6 separate regions of the Mus musculus genome follow, and regions 1, 2, 3, 5 and 6 are each linked to region 4. The links are chromatin contacts, called in public promoter capture Hi-C maps. All regions are on one chromosome and are shown on one strand. The core of a region is the stretch at or near the end of the contact, and the rest is flanking DNA. Distances in the headings are between cores, read along the strand shown. Region 1 holds the start of Ccpg1os (cell cycle progression 1, opposite strand). Region 2 holds the start of Mns1 (meiosis-specific nuclear structural protein 1). Region 3 holds the start of Zfp280d (zinc finger protein 280D). Region 4 holds the start of Gtf2a2 (general transcription factor II A, 2). Region 5 holds the start of Dnaaf4 (dynein axonemal assembly factor 4). Region 6 holds the start of 4930509E16Rik (RIKEN cDNA 4930509E16 gene).

What was found. Promoter capture Hi-C pulls out the DNA fragments that hold promoters and counts their contacts. Capture Hi-C pulls out chosen DNA fragments and counts their contacts.
Region 1: a contact with region 4 is called in a promoter capture Hi-C map of pre-B cells, with 3 times the contacts expected there. The contact joins the promoter of Ccpg1os here to the promoter of Gtf2a2 in region 4. A contact is called at or near these places in 2 of 39 promoter capture datasets (erythroid cells and pre-B cells) and 1 of 9 other capture datasets (adipose tissue).
Region 2: a contact with region 4 is called in a promoter capture Hi-C map of erythroid cells, with 37 times the contacts expected there. The contact joins the promoter of Mns1 here to the promoter of Gtf2a2 in region 4. A contact is called at or near these places in 5 of 39 promoter capture datasets (erythroid cells, hippocampal neurons, liver and 1 more).
Region 3: a contact with region 4 is called in a promoter capture Hi-C map of pre-B cells, with 8 times the contacts expected there. The contact joins the promoter of Zfp280d here to the promoter of Gtf2a2 in region 4. A contact is called at or near these places in 5 of 39 promoter capture datasets (erythroid cells, frontonasal cranial neural crest, liver and 2 more) and 1 of 9 other capture datasets (liver).
Region 5: a promoter capture Hi-C map of liver shows a contact between it and region 4, with 4 times the contacts expected there. The contact joins the promoter of Dnaaf4 here to the promoter of Gtf2a2 in region 4. A contact is called at or near these places in 1 of 39 promoter capture datasets (pre-B cells) and 1 of 9 other capture datasets (liver).
Region 6: a promoter capture Hi-C map of hippocampal neurons shows a contact between it and region 4, with 3 times the contacts expected there. The contact joins the promoter of 4930509E16Rik here to the promoter of Gtf2a2 in region 4. A contact is called at or near these places in 4 of 39 promoter capture datasets (erythroid cells, hippocampal neurons, liver and 1 more).

The regions. Positions count from the first base shown.
Region 1 is chr9:72,984,112-72,987,373 of GRCm38.p6, forward strand. It overlaps Ccpg1os (cell cycle progression 1, opposite strand), which reads right to left and starts at 1,265. Exons shown (of 2, transcript NM_001198789.1): 1 at 1,030-1,265. The coding sequence starts at 1,056. It overlaps Ccpg1 (cell cycle progression 1), which reads left to right and starts at 1,393. Exons shown (of 9, transcript NM_001286544.1): 1 at 1,393-1,562.
Region 2 is chr9:72,437,184-72,440,320 of GRCm38.p6, forward strand. It overlaps Mns1 (meiosis-specific nuclear structural protein 1), which reads left to right and starts at 1,346. Exons shown (of 10, transcript NM_008613.3): 1 at 1,346-1,496; 2 at 2,057-2,278. The coding sequence starts at 1,494.
Region 3 is chr9:72,273,071-72,276,157 of GRCm38.p6, forward strand. It overlaps Zfp280d (zinc finger protein 280D), which reads left to right and starts at 1,818. Exons shown (of 22, transcript NM_146224.5): 1 at 1,818-1,959.
Region 4 is chr9:70,011,132-70,014,329 of GRCm38.p6, forward strand. Gtf2a2 (general transcription factor II A, 2) reads left to right here and starts at 1,417. Exons shown (of 5, transcript NM_001039519.2): 1 at 1,417-1,530. It overlaps Bnip2 (BCL2/adenovirus E1B interacting protein 2), which reads left to right. Exons shown (of 11, transcript NM_016787.4): 11 at 1-528.
Region 5 is chr9:72,956,904-72,960,480 of GRCm38.p6, forward strand. Dnaaf4 (dynein axonemal assembly factor 4) reads left to right here and starts at 1,882. Exons shown (of 9, transcript NM_026314.3): 1 at 1,882-2,094. The coding sequence starts at 1,972.
Region 6 is chr9:72,529,762-72,533,256 of GRCm38.p6, forward strand. 4930509E16Rik (RIKEN cDNA 4930509E16 gene) reads right to left here and starts at 2,097. Exons shown (of 3, transcript NR_045735.1): 1 at 2,049-2,097. Rfx7 (regulatory factor X, 7) reads left to right here and starts at 2,479. Exons shown (of 9, transcript NM_001033536.1): 1 at 2,479-3,219. The coding sequence starts at 3,059.

The sequences.
Region 1 (3,262 bases), core at 15-2,514, 3.0 Mb after region 4:
GGGGACTGTAAGTCATCAATAAATTCTTTTACTATATAGAGACTATCCATAGGTTCTGTGACTCTAGAGAACCCTGACTAACACAATCACCTTCAGGTCTAGATTTAATGATTTTAAAAAGTCACTTCAATAATCCAAGTCACCAGGTGTCTTATCTACACCAAGTCATGGGGGACCGTGCTATCTCGTCTACAGCTCATAAGTAATCAAAGTAAGTACCACTTTACAAACCCACTCACTGTAAAGCCAGCTTTGTTATTTAAATTTTCGCCTGTTCACCAAGTTGGAAGAGCAGAGTGTAGTAGCATAGGCCTGTAATCCTAACACTTGGGAAATAAAGGCAAGGGGTTCTGGAATTCAGTGCCAGCTACACAAAGAATTTAAAGTCAGCCCGAGTTACTCTGAGAAGCTCTGTCTCAAAAAAAACCCACCACCCAGAACTCCCCTCTCACCCAAACAAAAACGAGGGGTTAGGGATCTACCTCCTTTGTAGAGGGCTTTCTTAGCTTGTGTGAGGCTTGAGGTTCAATCCCTAGTTACAGCAACACAAATATCAGATCTAAATGTGAACTAGCTTTTGCCCAACATCAGCTTGTTGAATGGTTTCCTTTACTGTTTACTCACTAGACAGGTAGGGGACAGAGGAACGGTAACTTCCCTCTGGGGTGAGTGCACTCCTATTCACCCTCTTCCATCCTTTTAGACTAGGCATACTCTAAGTGACAAAAACATGAAGGTTCTAGGGCTGGGAGGTGTAGTTCAGTAGAACAGAGATTACCTACCATGCACAAGTCCCTGAGTTCGATCCCCACGACTGCAAATAGATAATGCAAAACAAAAACCATCCTGGACAAAAGATCATTTGTAGTGAGGTGCCTCCTATACACCTTCAGAGTAATTACTTTGTGGATCGTGCATTTAAACTTGTAAATATAACAGCTTGGTGACTAGTGAGTGGGAGTAGATGGTGCCTCAAACACTATTATGAATTCGACTTTCAAAAGCATCTAGCTCTCTGCCCAAACCCACCAAGTCGCAGTCTGTCTCTCTCGCCATCTTAATCTCTTCGGCAAAAGCAACTCTTTCCTGATAGCGAGAAGTCTGGCGAAGGCGTAGGGCCCAGTCTTCTTACAGAACCGACGGAAAGCAACAGCAAGACGATCGGAGTCCCGTAAACTACAATTTCTGGGGAGGAAGACGGTGGGTGGAAACCCTCCGTCTTCCAGTGTGGCAGCCCGTCTCCGTGGCAACCGGCTGCAGGCGTGGGAGCCCGGATGTTGTGGAGATCCGCAGTCGCTCCGCCCAGCTTCCGGTAGCCTCAGGGGTGCGGGCCGTACGCATCTTCGGGAGTCGTAGTTCTTTTTGCTCGCCGCGAGCTGGCAGGAGACGTAGGAGGAACTTCAAGTCCCAGCATGCCTTGCTGCGCCGCGCCTGCCACCGCTTCCCCGCTGCGGACGCCTGCGAGCAGGTTGTTGTTTTTATGAGGCGTCACTGGCGTCTGGAGCGCGGACGCCGCCACGGTGACAGCTGGCGCGGTCGGGCGGAAGAGGCGCTGTCTTCGGGTAAGACCCTGGGGCGCAGGTCGGGCTGATGGGGCGGCCGCGGGCTGCAACTCGTACCTTCGGGCGCAGCGCCGGGAGGCTTTCTCCTGGTGGATGCCTTGGTCCTCGGGCGACCTCGGGCGGAGGGCGCGACCTGGCAGGTGTTAGGCGCGGGCTCGCAGGCTGCAGCCCCGCGAGCTCGGAGCTGGGCGCCCCGGGATTCAGGTGCAGCTGCATCCGTATGCTGAGATGCCGCGTGCGTCACTCTGAGCCGGCTCGGAGGTCCCAGGTGTCAGGAATAGAAAAGTGTGCACCCCAGAAGTATACTCCTATTCAGCCCCGAAGCCTGTTCTCCGCCCGTTCTTCACGCTTCCCCTCCGGGTCCTTACCAGCGTTTGTTAGGCTGACGGCTTGTCCTAAGTAGCAGCTGCGCGTGTGTCGTTTGTGTTTACCTCTCATTTATCCCAACTCTGCCAGGGGCAGCGCCCGAGTTCTAGACCGCAACCAGCTGGGGTGTTTTCCTTAAGGGTGAACCATCATGCACTGCCCTCTCCCACTTTTGCTTTATTGGCTGTATGGGGCTGCTTGTCCCTAGAAAGGGCAACCAGTTGGTTATTCTCAGTTAGGGGTGCTATGAGACCTTTCCAGCAAGGTCACATAATGTTTGAAATGTCAGCACTAACTATCTTAAAGACCCAATATTTTTTCTTTCGCCTTTTTTTTTTTTTTTTGGAGTGGGTGGATTGGGTTTTTTTGGTTTGTTTGTTTTTGTTTTTTGAGGTAGGGTTTCTCTGTGTATCTCCACCTATCCTAAAACTTGCACTGTAGTCCAAGCTGACCTCCAACTCAGAAATCCGTTTGCCTCTGCCTTCTGAGTCCACCGACTAACTTTAAGATCCCAATCTTAATAGGTCTTAGATTTCTCAGGGGATATTTATCATGTATAACTGGTGTGAGTAGTTTGCTATTCTGACAAGCTCAAGTCACAGGGGAACTGAGAAGGTTGTTAAGGGTGAGTTAATGCTTTTGGCTTTTTTTTCTTGCTGTGTATCTCTGGCTGTCCTGATACTAATATATCCCAGGCTAGACCTGGGAGTTCTCTTGCCTAAGCGTCCTAGGCACTGTGATCGTAGTTGGGTACCATGGAGCCTGCTGTAAATGCTGTTTTAACCCTGTTACACCAAAGTTGAAATTCCAGTTAAAGGTGGTACCCCAGATATTTAGAAACTGAAGCAGGGGAATGGCAAGTTTGAGACCACTTGAGCAATATAGTGGAGAGCATATTTCTGTATAAAAAGACCGGAGAATGTAGTTCTTTGGTACAGTACTTGCTTAATGTATGTGAGGCCCTGAGTTTAAGCCCCAGGATGATCAGAACAACTCCTAGAACCAGTTTTGTACTGTAAGCCAAAGAATAGACTGTTGTGTTTCCATTGGAGTTTTAAGGATATTTAGTTATGAAGGTGATTGTCTAGGATGTGAAACTAAACTGACCTCTTTACGCTTTACTGTGTTTTCTGGGGATGCACCACCTTTTTTTTTTTTTTTTTTTTTTTAAAAGATGTGTTTTTGTATGTTTTGTCTGCTGTAAAGGCAGCTTGTGTATGCAGTGCCTGTGGAGACCAGAAGAGTTGGGAACTGTCCTCCTAGTATTTGTTCTCCACCATTGAGCTGTTTCTTCAGCTCTGAAATCTTTAAAAGACAGCATCTCATATAGCCCA
Region 2 (3,137 bases), core at 96-2,595, 2.4 Mb after region 4:
CAGCTCCAGTAACCTACCTCCAGGAATTTCTAACTCCAGTTCTAGGGGAGCTGATAACATCTTCTGGTCTTTGTGGGCATCAGGCACATAATGGCGCATAGACACTTTATTTACGTAAAGTTAAATCTCAAAAAGTTCTTAAGAAAAAAAGATAAAGTATGATTGTGAAAACACGTAGAGTCTTTAACAATGTTGATTTCACAGAAACTGTAAGCAGATTGGTGATGACAGGGGCTAGGGCAGGGGGAAATGGCGAAGGGCTAGACTGCAGTTAGCAAAATATAGTCAGAAGTACAGGGGTGCACAGCCAGGTGGGGGTGTAGGATGGTAATATGCTGTACATTACAAAAAAAAACCACACAGAGGAAAAGATTGTTTAACCCTAAAGAAATATTTTGATGTTTACTGATTTAAATATTATACAATGCACCAGGATGTTCCATGATATTCCACAAGACACAATTTTTGGTTTTAATGTATTAGCTAAAATTTAAAGTTACACAAACCACATTCTTAGTAGAGTTCCAAGGGATTGTTAGCTGCATCCTAAGTCCAAGAATGCTTTGCATTATATGCTTTGCCCCACAGTCAGTTTCATATATGATTTATTTTTGGTTTTTTGTTTTTTTTGAGACAGAGTTTCTCTGTATAGACCTGGCTGTCCTGGCTCTGTAGACCAGGCTGGCCTCGATCTCAGAAATCTGCCTGCCAAGTGCTGGGATTAAAGGCGTGCGGTGACTATTATCATTATTGTTACTAATGAATATGGGGGGGGGGGTCTAGACCACAGTGGGTGGTGCCATCCCTCGGCACGTGGTCCTGGCCTTAGAGAGCACTGGGATTGCAAGTATGCATCCACACCTGTTCCGTTCCGTTTTCACGTGCTCTCCAGTCTCACACTCCGCTAGCGATCCAGTGGCTTCTGTTCCAGGTAAGTAAATAGGTCTCGTCCGTGTCTCTAAGTTCTCAAAATATTTCATCTCTAAAATGAGTGTATCAGGGATGGAGCAATGGCTCGGTAGGGGGCCCTGCTGCTCTTTTGGAGGGCCCAGCACCCACGTTAGGCAACTTGCTACCGACTGAGGATGGTAGAGGGGCACCATCCCTCAGTCCACTGCAGTGACAAGTCCGAGCTTATTGGGGTTCCTTGGGGCTTTAGCTGGGCTCCAGACCGCAGAGATTAGCTCCCTTCGGATGTAAACGGCTCCCGCTAGGGCAAAGCGTCCGAACTTCGCGCTTTTGGCTTGGTCCTATGGAAGGAGCGCTCCTGCCTGGCAACGAAGACTCTCCGTGCTGATTGGATATTGTGCCAGCCAATGGGAGGCCGCGTCCCTCTTGGGCGGGCGGTGCATTTTTGGCGGTTGCCGGGACACAGCTTAAACTTAACCCAGCGTGCACAGGTATCCGCTGCCGTGGCTGCTGCTCCGGAAGACGCGTTTGCAACTGAGGCAGAGACCCATCCTGCCGGAGGAGGAGGTTTAAAGCCAACCGAGATGGTAAGCAGCTCGGAGGCCGGGGGAAGGGTCGGTCAGGGACTTTCAAACTGTTTATTTGTAGTCTTGAGCTCTCTGAAATACAATTTGAAGTGCGTAATCCGAGAGGTCAGTGAGAAACTTCGATTTGCTTACTAGAAGGTTCTGGGTTTTTTTTTTTTTTTTTTTCCAGGAACACTCCAGGCATTTCTGCACCTTTCCCCCTCTCATCGAAATAGATACATCTTTAAATCTGCTCTGTTGTGGGTGGGGGGAAAGGCAACTCTCTGGTGGTAAAGCTGCAGCTGGAGAGCATCCGCATCGCACTCACTGACGCTGTTGAATTTTAATTTAACTTTTCCTGCTTCCACTACAAAACAGGGACTATTAGTAGTACTCAATCAGTACGCCGTTAAGTTTACATTATCATATTTAAATATTAATTAGTATATCCTGAATTAAAGCCAAAGACCTTTTATACTGTTACCTATTTTATAGTGTTTATTATAGGGATTTTCAGCAGTATCTTTTTGAAAGAAGAATATTGAATTCTGTGTATTTCCCTTTCCCCCTCGCACTTGTAGGCGACCAAAAAGAGAGCTTTGAGCTTTAGTGAAAAGCATCAGAAGTTAGTAGATGAAAAATTCCGCAAATCATTGAACATACAAGTCATGAATAAGTTAGAGAGGCAAGCCAAGAACCAAGTGGTGCAAAATGAAAACGACGAGAAGGTGGAACGCCAGAGGTTCCTCAGAGTGCTGCAGAATGAGCAGTTTGAGCTCGACATGGAAGAAGCCATCCAAAAAGTAAGTTGCAATGTCCTTGTTAGTTTTCTTTCCTTGGAAAAGGTGAAAGATGGCTGTCAGCCCTGCCTGGAGTTGAGGAAATACAGAGAGCTGGGAACTGACTGAATCCTTTGGAGTCCTGGTTATTTTAGCTGAAGAACGTGGTGTCAGTTGGTCAGTTTGCATGCTTTTAACAACGAGCAAATCGAAAGACTTTAGAATAGCATTTGGCAAGAATATCCATTTTTGTTTTTAAACATAAGCATGAAATCCGTAATTGTTAACATCACAGTTTTGTTTATGTGAGTGCAACCGTGTTGCCTTCTCTACATTTCTAATAAGAAATTTAAGAAATTCCTTCCTTTCTAAAAATTCATGACGTTAAACATAGACACTATTAAAGTGGTAGGAGATGGACATATGTGTGAGATGTACACTTACTCATATTTTTAATTTTTGAAGAATTCAGTTATTGAATGCGTGTGTTTACATCCTGCTCTGCTGGCTAAATCTATCATGAGTATTTCTAAATATTTTTTAGGAGATTGCAGTAGAAGAGGAAACAGACAGGAAGTGAGACAAGTGAATTTTCTCCTAAGTGTGAAAAGAACGTCCCCTGTTTTGTTGTGTTTTGAGCACTAGCGTGCGGTTATGTCCAGGATTTTGAGGGTGGATCTGGAAATAGCAAAAGAAAGGCTTAAAAGTGTGTCGGCTTCCTTCTGTCCTAAGTTCCAGTAGCATAGACCTGACCCTTTAATTCTGAACAGGAAAACCCTGGCCTCCCATCTTTTTATTCTTATTATGTCTTTAAGGAAACTCCCATATACCCTAACTCTGCCTAGCAACCATTGGTCTATCTGATGAAGTGGGGATGTTTTCT
Region 3 (3,087 bases), core at 568-3,067, 2.3 Mb after region 4:
TTCCACCAGCAACTGCCCTGGCTGCCCTCTTTCTTCTCCTGTCCACCTTAGCTACATGGATAGAAAACATTAGACAGTTTTATTATTTTAAAGCTAGCCAGATAACTCAACAGCTGGGTAAAGAATTTCCTGCCCCAATTCTATCAGCCAGCTCCCCACAACCTTCTCAGTCCTTGCTGGCAGCAGAGGCTACAATAATTCTAAGTGTCCCAAGATCTACATGACTTCAGCTTCCCTTTCCATCCAAATCCTGGTCCAAATTCCTCTCTCCCTGTGTCCCTTCTCTTCTGGGACCTGCAAGTCCCACCATTTTTCTTTCGTCCAGCAATTGGCTTCCCCCCTTTTTATTGACACAATCAAGAACCAAGTAGGGATACAACACCTCCCTCTTTACCTACTCCTTTAGAATTCCAGGGTATCTTGAAGACCCACTGAAACATCCAACCTGAATTGAGCAATTACTGAATTCTTGGACTTTTTGTCCATAGCCAGCCATTGTTGCTTATAAGTCATTCTAATAACCCCCCTTTCTATGCACATGGATTCATTCTCTAAGTTCAGTTAGAAAACTAATAATATAGGTACCTAACACTGAGATGGTGACTGAATTGCTAACCTCTCACCTGACCACCTGGTGTCTCTTTCAAGGAAGTGATAGGCAGACAAATCCTAAATTCACAATACTGGGCTTAGCCCACCTGCAGTGTCCTCCTTCTGTCTTTCTAATGGATCTTGCTCCTCTCTGGCTTCTAGCCCCCTGTGGTCCTGTTCTGCAGCCCTAGCTCCACTGGCCTCCTATTGGGTTCCCAGATCCCTTCCCTTAGTATCTGCAACTCACTTTATATATGTATCAGCTTTCTGCTTTTGTCCTCTGAAATCTGCTGGTCTCTTTAAACCTTTTGTACCCATTCTCTAAGTATGAAATGTATTGAGCTAGTAATTAAGACTGGAATAAAAGAAGCTTTGATCGCCGAGAGCCTGGTATCTATAGACACTGAGGCTATTTGATAGAAGGTAGCTCATAGTATTTGAGTTTATGTGTATCTGTGTTTTTTTGTCTGTATATATGCCTGTGTGCCACTTTAGTGTCTGGTGCCTACCGAGGCCAGAAGAGGGCATCAGATCCCCTGAACTGTAGTTGTGTGCCACCATGGGGTGCTGCGAACCAAATTAGGGCACTCTAGAAAAGCAACATGGGCTCTTACTCATTTTACATCTCTCCAGCCCTCGTTTTATTGCCTCTTTCTTTCTTCCTTCCTTCCTTTCTTTTTTTTTTTTTTAACAAAATCTGACATCGTTCAAACACACAAATGTCCATCTACATTTCGGACATAACATGGTGTCTGTTTCCTTACAGATCCGACTTACGATGAAGTATTCTTATAAATACATCGGCCATTTTTTTCCACCTCCAATTACGGATTACTATTCATACAATAGGAGTGAAAAAGATACCCAAACAAAAACGTACTTTCCAAAAACAACGTGGTACTATCCTGGAAACTCATCTCCTTTTCCTCTCACACCCTTCCCCATGCCCTTTAACCCTCGCACACGGAGAAGGATGGAACTCACTGCTGAGTGCCTACAAATTCTAGGCCTGAGGCGGCCATGAGCGCCACGGCCTAGCTCAGCCCGGTCCCCGCGTGTCCTCGCCGGCTGCTAGGGCCCGGCCGGCCCGGGCCTTCGAGGTCCGCAGCACGGCGCATATGGCCGCGCTCGCCTCCCGCGTTGGCGGGAAGACTGGGAGCGCGGACGCGCGAGGCCAACCCGGAGCCTACCCATGAGGCACTGCGCCCTGGCTCGCGACAGCCCCCTCCCCCCTCACGGCGCCCAGCAGCCCCGCTCCGCGATGGGAGCCGGAGCGGCCTCGGCGTACACAGCCCGCGCTCCTCCCTCGCCTCCTCCTCTTTCTCCTCCTCCTCAGGGCTCCAGTCAGGCCGAGCCGCTCCGCTCACGGTAAGCGTCCCCCGCCCCGCGCGGCCGCCCGCCCGCCCGCCCGCGAAGGCCCTCCCGCGCGGCCGCGCCGCCGCACTCCGGGGGCGCAGGGTGGGGGTCTCGGGCCGCGGCGCGTCGGCGAGAGCGCCCGGGCCGGGCAGGGCAGGGGCCGGCTGCGCATGGGGCCGGGCCCGCCATCTTGCCGGGCCTGGCGCGGGAGGGTTCCCGGCGCGACGAGGCGAGGCGGCCGGCGGCGCGGCGGCCCACAGTACAGGGCCGCCCAGCCGTCGCCTCGCCTCGTCGCCTCGCCACCGCGCAGATCCTCCCATCGCTTTCTCAGCCCGGCTGTGCTCTCGGGGGACGACTCCCCTCGGTCCTTTGTACCTTGTCCGCGGGTGTGTGTGTGTGTGTGTGTGTGTGTGTGTGTGTGTGTGGCGGAGACCCGAGCTCACAACCCAACCCACTCGACTCTTCACGCAAGAGCAGAACCCCACTGGCGTTCGCCATAACAGCCACAGAGGCCTTACCTTGTGCTAGACGACCGCTCCTATCTAGCCACCTTTCTTGTCAAAGGAATGTCCCCACTCTGCCATAGCCCCGCTATTGTCTACCAGAGGAGGGCTTTGAGGAGAACCGAGCCTGACAGATTTTCCAGCTGTGCGTTGCAGGTTTCACTTAATAAACCACAAACGAGTGGTCGCGCTGAGGTTTTAGCCTGCGCAAGAAGATGGTGTTTTCACGACCAACCTGCATTTGTAACCCGTTAGGAAAGAAATATGCTAGGAAAAAAATGGACGTTAACCTGCTGCGAGCATGGAGACTTTTGGCTTCACGAAGAAAAAAAATTTTTTTTTTAAATAGTCCGCCATACTTAAACATTTGGCTTTATTTTCAAGTTTGGACTGAATCATCTAAATACTTGGACGTCTTTTAGTGCCCTTAACCATAAATTCACACGATGGAAGTAAGAGTTTGAAGGTACAAAACCCTTCCCTTGGCATCTGTGTGCTATCTTGTTTTGAGAGATGACTGTACCAACTCAAGTTGTTTGGATGTAACTGATAGGGTGAAGGGACCGGGTTGGAGGACCTTGTGCTTTTTGATGGTCCACCATCTGCACTAAAGCCATCCTTGAGTTTGAGTGGTTGT
Region 4 (3,198 bases), core at 167-2,666:
GAATTTGAAATTGTGTATTTGCATATCTAGTTTGACAAGAGAACTTGGTAGCTGTCAGTTACTCCATGGTACCTTTGTATATAGACTTCCAAAGGTTAATGTCCTAACAGCTACTTCATTGTTTACTCATGAGAACCCAGCTAGTAAATATTGATGTTCAGGGCTGCTGGCTTGCACAGTCCTTGGGGTTCTGTTCACATAGAACACAATTTGGAGTTCATCAAACACTGTTGCACTTTGATTCATACTTCCAAATGATTTTCATTGGACGCTCACATTCTGTCATTTAGACGGAATGCGCTTATTGTGCCCTTTCCACTGTTCTTAGATAATATTGTCATTTCAGTGAGAATTGAGACTGATTCTCTCTGCAGGATACACCTCTGGTTTTTGTCACTGAGAAGCCATTGATCTGCAAAGTATATCCTTTTCTCTTCCTTTGACTGGTTCCAAATACAGTGGTGTGTCTTCATCTGTTACACATGCTACTGCAGCATTAATGCATTTGAATAAATTAGTTGGAATATACATTCGTGCCTTGTTTTCATCTTTAATCGTTAACTTTTACACTGAATTTTCCGGTGAAGCCTTTCAAACATCGGGCCTTTACAATCCTGCAGTGTGGATGCTTCCGGTTCTTTTATTTATTTATTTATTTATTTTATTTATTTTTTTTTTTTTTTTTTTTTTTTTTTTTTTTTTTTTTTGGTTTTTCGAGACAGGGTTTCTCTGTGTAGTCCTGGCTGTCCGGGAACTCACCCTGTAGACCAGGCTGGCCTCGAACTCAGAAATCCACCTGCCTCTGCCTCCCGAGTGCTGGGATTAACTTAAAGGTGTGCGCCACTACACCCTGCTCTGGTTCTTTTAATTGATAACAAGTTCAGCCTGTTTACAATCTTAACACTATTTGAACTTTAATCAGATCTGTATTTCATAGTTTGGAAATTATTTAATGAGTTTGGGTTGCAAGGATATGATTTTAAAAGGCTAAAAAGGAAAACCTACAGCATGGCACAAAGGAGAACATGTTTCACTCTCAGACCTGGAGTGTTTGCATCCGAAGTCACAATTCATGTGCTCACTGGCCATCTGCAGTACCTATAGCTGCTGTTTTGAAAGCAGAAAACCAAGCACCCCCGCTAAAAAGAAAAGGGATGTGAAATTCTGGAAACTCAGAATATCCACGTATTTGCTTTTGTATCAGTCACGAAGTTTATACAGCAGACCTTCCAAATGAAAAAGATGAAAGACTCACAAACCCTGGTTTCCCTACACTGCAGTCCCACAAACTTTGACAAGCCAGACAGTCGCCCCATTGCCTTTTGCTTCCCGAGCGCCAGCAGGAGAGACCACGCCCCTTCTCGGAAACGGCGGTGGGGGCCGGCAGTGGCTCCTGTGGCGTCACCTCCGGGTCGCGTGAGCACTTCCGGGTCACTGGCACAGGGCTGCGGTTTCCGCGGCCGAGGAGGTGGTCGCAGCGGGCTCCCTACCTGGCTCTGCTACCGCCGTGGCGGAAGCGCCTTCCCTCAGGTAGGCGGCGGCGGGGCCGGGAGCGGGGAGGCCGCGGCGAGGCGGGCGGTACCGAGCGCTGTGCCCGCCGGAAGGCGACCCCAGACAGACGCAGCCGCGCGGGAGCAGCCGCCTTCCCGCTCTCCTCAGGCCGCGCTTAGGCGACCGGCGTCCCGCTCGGATGCCGGGCACACACGGCGCCTGCGCTCCAGCTCTGCAGTGAGGAGGGGATTCCGAAGTTCTGCAGTTGCCGCCACCTTTAAAGATTGGAGATGGCCGAGCCAGCTCGTTTCAGCAGACGTCGAAGTCGCTGTTAGCTCTTTTCCAAATAATGCTTAGATGTCAAATGGAGCGTGCCATGGCTCCCCTGTCCTATTTTAAAGTTTATGTCTCTCTGACCTTTTTCTCCCCTTCTCCATACACACGTACTGACTGGCGTTTACTTTGAACGAGCTAAATGTTTTTGTTTGACACGCGTCGAGTATCCGGTACTGTTCTCAGCCCGCAGGTTACATCAAGTGAACAAAAATAAAGATCCATGCCCTCGTGGACTTTACATTTTATGCGGAAAGTTAACATAAGACCGTTAGGTAACTTGATGGCAGACGGTGCTATCAAAAAATTTTAGCGAGATGAAGGGTTTGGAGACGTTTCATAATGGATGTTGGAGTTCCTATGTGGTGGTCAGTTTAGGTGCAATTGAATGGAGCTATTGGAGTTGTGTGTTAGCCAAATTAATATCTGAGCAAGAACATTACAGGCAGAAAGAACAGCCATCGCAAAGGCAGTCCCACGCCTGTCATCCTCAGGGCAGTTGAGAGTGCAAAGGGAGGTGGAAAATAGATCAAACCAAACATAGAGGGTAGCCAGATCGTCAGGCCTGATAGAAGCTGATGGAAAATATGTTCTAGCCCATATTTTTAAAAGATAACCCCGCTGCAAATTATAAAGTGTGAGGGACAAGTGTAGAGTAAAGAAAATTTGAACACCATGAGTCAGTGGCCTGGCATTATAAAATAATCATGGGGATGTTGAGAAATGATTGGCTTCTGGATTCATTTTGAAAGTTGCCCTTCCAAGATTTGCTAGGAATTGGACCATCTTTATGGTTTATATGACTCTGAGGGCCCATAGAAGAGTCCTCTGCATTTGCTCTTAGCTGTAGGAGAAGTGTCTTAGCTATTTGATAATTGTTTCGATGTAGAGTAGAACATCCTGAATATGGGTACAAAGAGAGAAGTGAGGGAAGGCTACAAGTTTCAAAGTCATCAACACATAGATAGGATTTAACACCATAAGCTGAGATGGACTAACTAACAGGGAAAGCAGGTAATTCAGGAACTGGAAGTCAGAGCTGAGAAAGAACTGTCAAAGGAAACAGGAAATACAGTAGTTCCATGAGCTGGAACCGGAAAACAACAGATCACAGAATGTTCTGTTGGATCAGTTGCTGACCAAGTGTAATCTGAAGATGGCAGGTCACTAGTTTTGCCAAATCTCGTTATACTCCTTCCTGTAGCTGAGCTCCTTAGGATTCAGGAAGATTTTTTTGTTTTGTTTTATTGTTTTGGGTTTGGTGGTTGTTGTTGTTATATTTATTTATTTTTATTTTATGTGCATTTGTGTTTTGCCTGCATGTATGTCTGTGTGAGGTGTCAGATCCCCTGAAACTGAAGTTACAGATGGTTT
Region 5 (3,577 bases), core at 632-3,131, 2.9 Mb after region 4:
TGGGATTAAACCCAGGGCTTTGAGCATGCTAAGCAAGCTCTCTACCACCTGAGCTACCTCCTCAGCCCATCAAGTCCTTTAGTATTTTATAATTTATTTGGTTTTCCAAGATAGGATTTCTCTGTGCAGCCTTGCCTGTCATGGAACTTGCTCTGTAGACCAGGCTGGCCTCGAACTCAGAAATAGATGCCTGCCTCTGCCTCCCAAGCACTGGGACTAAAGGTGTGTTGGCACACTGCCTGACTTCTTTTTTATCTTTATTTTTAAAGATTTATTTATTTATTATATGTAAGTACACTGTAGCTGTCTTCAGACACACCAGAAGAGGGCGCCAGATCTCATTACAGATGGTTGTGAGCCACCATGTGTTTGCTGGGATTTGAACTCAGGACCTTTGGAAGAGCAGTCGGTGCTCTTATTCACTGAGCCATCTCACCAGCCCCAATTTTTTATTTTTAAGTATGTGCATGTGTGTATGTGTGTGTGTGTGTGTCTGTGTGTGTATACAGTGCCTGTAGAAGCCAGAAAAGACACAAGAGCTTGAGACAACATGCTAGGAACAAGAATAGAATAAAAAGAGGGAAATGGCAAAAAGCAGGATGAAAGTGAAACAAATCAGCAGGATGTTAGGTTCTCTGCTCAGAAGGACTGACAAAGGAGCAGAAGTTTGAGATAATGATCTGCTGACAAAACAGGTCAGGATCAGGAAGGGAGAGATACTAACACCAACTCTACTGATCCTAAACTTTCTGCAATAAATTATGCTGGAGTTTAAACATTTCCCTAAATGCTCTCCAAACTTTTTTTTTCTAGTTTAAAATGCAGCATTCTATGTGCAAATAACTTCTCTAGTACTTAATTACATTTATCATTCACATCAGACTCGCGTAATGTAGAAACTGGGCCTAAGGAAGTAGTGTAGAAGGAGCATTTAGAATAAATGAAAGATCTCAGTCATTTTTCTGCTAACAATGCACATGGCACTAAAGACGTTGGGCTGAACTACACGGCCTTCAAGTTTCTTGGCAGCTGAAGTTCGGTGTGTATTATTGAAGTCCAGTGTAAGCTACTGGGAAATGGATCAGTTTAAATCCAATAGATCCTACTATGGAATTGCAGCAAAGTTTATTGTGAGGCTTTTGGGTCTCAAAAATTGAAGTTTAGGTCCCTTCCCAGGGTTAAGGGAATGTACACACCAGTGCTCCTAGGATGGGTGACGGCGTCAGCCCCTGAACATCAAACGTTGCTTTGTATTTTGAGACAGAATATTTGTGTTTATCAGGGTGGGTCTCCAACTGAGGGCTCTGCTCAAGTCGTGAGATTACAGGCTACCACACAGCAAATGGTCAGAGCAAACCAAACGTCCTGACTCTAAATGTGCCTTGCTGTCACAATGTACACATTCCAGCTCTGCCGACCCATATCCCTCTGCATCCTAAAGCTCCAAGCTTTTTCCTTTCCAGAGCTGGGAATACAACCCAGCCTCTCCCAGGGAGCCACACCACAGCTTCTCTTCTCCTTTAGCAAAAAGTCACTTTAAACTATTTGTATGTAATTAAGTTGTGCCTGCGTGTGAGTGCGGTGCCCTCGGAAGCCAGAAGAGGGTATCAGATTGGAGCTCCTGGCGCTTGAGAGACGCCGAGCACGGGTGCTGAGCCTCGAACTCGGATCCTCTGGGAAGCAGTGCCTGCGCACGGCAGTCTCCTGTCCCCGAGCCCTCTCGTTTCCGTGTTCTGCTCTACTTCGTCCTCATTCTCTCAGAGGCAGCGGGGACACAGATACTCCAGACTCAAGTAGGACTACCGACAACTGCAATACCCAACATAGTGGGAGACCGAGGGTCCTACTGGACCCCTGACCCGGAAGGACCCTAAGGGCCGGAAGTGATGGCAACCCCGCAATCCCCGCTTCCCTAGCAACCCGATCGGCTTCCTAGCGACGTAAAGTGGCTGTGCAGTCCCTGGTCCCGCCATGCCAGTGCGAGTGAGCGAGTTCAGCTGGCAGCAGACGCCGGCCACGATCTTCCTGTCGCTGCCTTTGCGGGGCGTCTGCGTGCGCGATGCTGACGTATTCTGTGGGGAAAGTTACCTGAAGGTGGGCGGGGCGGAGATGCAGTTGCTGTGCGCCCCGGGAGCAGGAGCTGTCTTGTAGAGTGTCCATGGCTTTACTTTTTTAAAGTTAATTTTTAATTTACATTTTTTACCCTTAATTAATTTATTTTTGTTATGCTAAGGATCAAACCCAGCATCCTGTGTATGCCAAGCCACTGAGCTACATCTCTAGTAACTATGTATATATTAAATGTATGAATGCGTGCATTCATGAGTGTGCATCAGGTGTGTGCAAATGCCTGCGAAGGCCAGAAGAGGGGGGTCAGATCTCCTAGAACTAGAGTTACAGATGGTTGTGAGCCACGCAGGATGGAAGAATAAGTGCTCTTAACCACTGAACCATCTCTCCAGCCCCAATAGCTACAGGGGTGTGAGCAGGGTGGAGGGTGTCTTATTCTGTAGCCCACACTGGCAATCCTCCTGCCTCAGACTTCCAAGTGTTGGGATTAATGGGATGCTCTCCCATCCCTGGCTAAACCTCAACTTAAAGTTGATAAACAAGTCTAAAGCTGCTGAGATGGGCCAATGAGTTAATGCACTACCACCAAGCCTGACAGCTGCAGTTCCGTCCCCAGAAAGGAGAAAACCAATTTCTCACAATTCTCTGACCTCCTCCTGCGTGCCATGGCACTCAGACCCACACACATGCGCACAACGTTGTCATTAAAACAACAGCTGGGCAGTGGTGGTGCTCACCTTTAATCCCAGCACTTGGGAGGCAGAGGCAGGCGTATTTCTGAGTTCGAGGCCAGCCTGGTCTACAGAGTGAGTTCCAGGACAGCCAGGGCTACACAGAGAAACCCTGTCTCGAGAAACCAAAAAACAAAGCAAAACAAAACCAACCATCCAACCAACCAACCAAACAAAAATATCTAAAAAAAAAAAACAAAAAAACCAAACCAACAACAAAAACAAATCTGTTGTCAGTGTGGTGTCATCTAGACATATTCAGGTTCCAGATTTGCTTTCATCTATTGCGTCCTCATATGCTTTGCTAAATTATGCTGCCTGGAATAAATTCAGTGGGGTTTTGAGAAACATTTTACACACACACACACACACACACCGGGATGGAGAAGGGGAGGGCTGGCTTCAAACTGGCTCCCTCACTTCGTAGCTGAGAATGGCCTGGGATGTCTGAGCACCCTGCTTCTACCTCCTGAGTGCCCGGATAACAGGCCTGGGACACCACACCAGGAACTATGTCCCCACCCTAGCATGTTTGCTTTTTTTTTTTTTTTTTTCTGGAATAAACGGTTGTAAATTTTTTTGATTTACCTTTATTGATGTGTGTTGCAGATTTGGCTCTGTGCATGAATGTGTACCATGTGCTTGTCTGATGCCCTAGGAGTTCAGATGAGGATGTCAGATCCCCTGGAACTGGATTTCAGAGGGTTGGGAGTTTCCATGTGGGTGCTGGGAACAGAACCCAGGTTGTCTACAAGAATAAGTGCTCTTAACCACTG
Region 6 (3,495 bases), core at 847-3,346, 2.5 Mb after region 4:
GTATCCACAGCCACTTTGTCAATTCTCTTGTTAGACCACTGCAGTGGGTTACAAATCACTCTCCATGCTGTCTCTGACTGTAAAACCAGAGTTTTCCTTCCCAGCTCAATTGGCATTCCTCAGACTGTTTTTTTCCCCATTGTCATACACACCCTCGAGGGGAAGTTTACACTTTCCGTGACTGGGATCTGCTCATAACCAATGCTATCTTAAAAATTCATATTCACTAAAATGTTTTCTATTCACTCCCATGGGGGTGAACTGAAACTGAGAAAATGAGCCACCATGATTCTAAGTTGGCCTTTACTCTCTGGGTTTGCCCTGAATCCCTACCCAAGGTTTAAGGTAACTTTACCACTTTTTTTTTTTTCAAGTTTCTTTAAAGCATAGTTTATTTAAATTCAGTCTCCTATGAAAACTGTAACAAAGCCCAAATTTACCTCTCAGATGTTAAGTGTGAGCAATGATCTTTCTTTTCCTGAAAGGGTGTCTCATTCTGGCAAGAGGATGTCTTCAGTCTGTCGCTATATGAAAACCCTCTCATGGCTGGTTGAACCTAATGCTTCCAGATGTCTGCTCCAACTGCCATGCTGCCAGTCCCCAAGGCCCTAAGTCGCCGTAAACGCACTCTGTTCAGAATCGCCGCTAGAGGGCAAATCGGGGCTGTAACTCTGCTGAGCCCTCTAGCGGTGACTGTGGGATGCGTGGCTCTTTATGGAACCTATTAAAAACTGAAAAGTTGCACTCGGGAAGCCAGCCTGTGTGACACCGGTAGTGAAGTTATTTTAAAGACATCTCGGTTCTCAACTTCCTTTTCTTAAGGTCTTTAGCAGGTCCTAGTTACCTTTCTTTGTTGATTCTCCCCCTCCCCCCCCTCCCCGAATGTGGCAATGTGAGGCCATCACTCTTCGGGTTTAAAAAAAAAAAATTAGAAAAAGGGGTCTGGGCCACTTTTCCCATTGTCTTTTTATATCATCTTCCCCGTGAATACAGAATTATAAATATGCATTCTGGAACACAGTCTGGATCCTCAGGAGGAAACTGTATTTTGCAAGGGTGTCCTTGCCTCCACCCATCCAGGTGCAAACATTCAGAGTATGGGCTTCCAGTCTGTATGAACCAGGCCTGAGGCCACATGGACAAAGCAAGAGAGTTTCAGGCCAAGGCAGGGAACAGAGCACTCAAAAGACCACGCAATCCAAGCCAATCAGATTCACCACCCACTAGAAGTCTGAAAGGTGGCAGGGCCTCCTAGCTCAAAGTCCATCCAGGAAAGTGGCCAGAAAATCTGACAGGGCCAAGTCTGATAGAAACACTGTCAGAGAAGTTACGGGCTGGGAGGCTCATTACAGCCACAGGCACTGAGAAAGGTCAGTGCGAGCTGTGCAGCTGTTCCATCTGGTGCCAGAGGCTTTGGCTGCTGTCTTCTACACCCAGGCGCTTAGCCTTCCTGACCAGCCCCACCTAGAAAAGCTAATTCTTCTGCTCTTCTAAGAGGAATGATTTGTTGGAGGCAGGGAGTCTCACTCTCAGCCAGCAAAGCTGTCTATGAATGGGAAGGGGGCGAAATGGTGGGCAGTCTCTGGCTGGGGTGAGTTTAGATGGCTGCGAAGGAAGAGCTCTTGGCTGAAGCTCGCGCCTCCATGTTGTATTACATGTGTTCCTTTTGAGAAACAGGAGGGGCCTTGGCTGCCAGGGACCCTGACAAGCCGCGACTTGAGCTGTGTGTCTCCGAGCCTGGGCTGAATTGGGAGTGTAGAGCAGGGAGGGCACTCCTGGCATAGGGGGTGGGGTGGGGAACAGCATGGGCAAAGGCACCAAGGAAGAATGAATCTGCTGCGCGCTGAGGATGGCATGGAGACTTCACTGATTGGAGCTGGGAGTTCTTGCAGGGGGGATGGAGGCGGCTGTGATTGGACGGCTAAAGTGGGGCCAGATTTGGAGGGCTTTGAATGCCCGACCGAGGAGCACTTCCACCAGCTTGCCACTTGCCATTTTCCGACCAGACCGAGTAGGCTCGCTGCGCTAGCTCGTCGAAAAGCTCTCACCTGCTCCAGCTCAGTCCGGTGGCTGAGAGAGGAAGCAGTCCTGACTAGTAGAGGGGAAACGCTCGCGAGCGTGTAGTGGGGGCGGGAGGGCGTGTAGATTCGTTTCACCTTACACACTAGGAAGCGATCAATTCTCCCTTCCACGCCGCACGGTGGCACAGGTCCACTCCCTGCCGCCGTCACGCGAGCCCGCTCCCCGCCCCCAACACGCCCCCCCAACCCCCTCGGCCGCCGCAGCCACCCGACCGCTCCCTCGGGGCCCCCGCCGCGGCTTCCTGGGCCCGCGGCCCGTAGCCGCTCCGCTCCGCCCCGCGCGCTCCGCGCCCCCCTGCGGCCCCCGCGCCGCGCCCGCACACGCGCGTCCACGCCCCCCGGCCGCGCGGTAGGTGTTGTGCCGTCTGCGCCGGGCCGCAGTGCGGCTGCGCGCGCTGGGCTGCTCCGGGCTGGCAGGGCAGCAGTGGCCGCGGCGGCGGCGGGGCCGGGAGCGAGCGAGGGAGCGAGCGGCGTGGGGGAGCTCGGAGGCGCCAGGCCCCCGGGGGAGGGCGGCCGGGGAGGCAGGCCCCCCGAGAGACCCGTCGGGTTGGATTTTGGGGCCGAGGGGGCGCCCGACCACGGACCTCGTTCTTCAGACGCCCCCCAGCCCCGGCCGCTGACGGGGGGCTGAGGGGCGCCGCCATGCCTCTGCCGCGGTGACGCGCGGGGCCGTAAGGAGAACCGGGAGAGGAACCGTGACGAGAACCGCGAGGAGAACCGGGAGAGGAACCGTGACGAGAGCCGCGAGGAGCCGCGCGGTCTCCCCGGGGATGTCCCTCAGGCGGCCGGAGAAAGCGACTCACTCGAGCCCTGGGGTATAGGCCTAGCTTATCCAGCTTCCTTCCTTCCTCCTCTTCCTCCCCCTCCTCCTCCTCTTCCTCCCCTCCCCCTCCTCCTCCCCTCGTCGTCCTCCCCTCCGCGTCTCTTCCCTCACCCTTCCCCGCGCCCCCATCTTCCCTCCCTCCCCTCCAGCAGCGATGGCAGAGGAACAACAACAGCCGCCACCACAGCAGCTCGATGCCCCTCAGCAGCTTCCCCTCAGCGCCCCCAACCCCGGGGTGGCTCTGCCAGCCCTTGTGCCCGGGCTGCCAGGGACAGAGGCCAACGCTCTGCAACACAAGATCAAGAACTCCATCTGGTAAGAGGATCCTCCATCGCTGGGGTAGAACAGCCTAGGCACATTGCTGCTGCAAAGGGGATGGGGGGCGGCGGCGGCATCCGAAGGGGAGGCTAATGCATTCATTGAAGGTGGGTTTCCAGAGCCGGGTGCATGGCTGTGCCACCTCTGGACGGGGGAAGGTTGCACCCACCCCTGGTCTCCTTAGACACACACACACACACACACACACACACACACACACACACACACACACCATGCTTCCCTCTTCTCAATTGTAAGCAGATAAACAAGTTA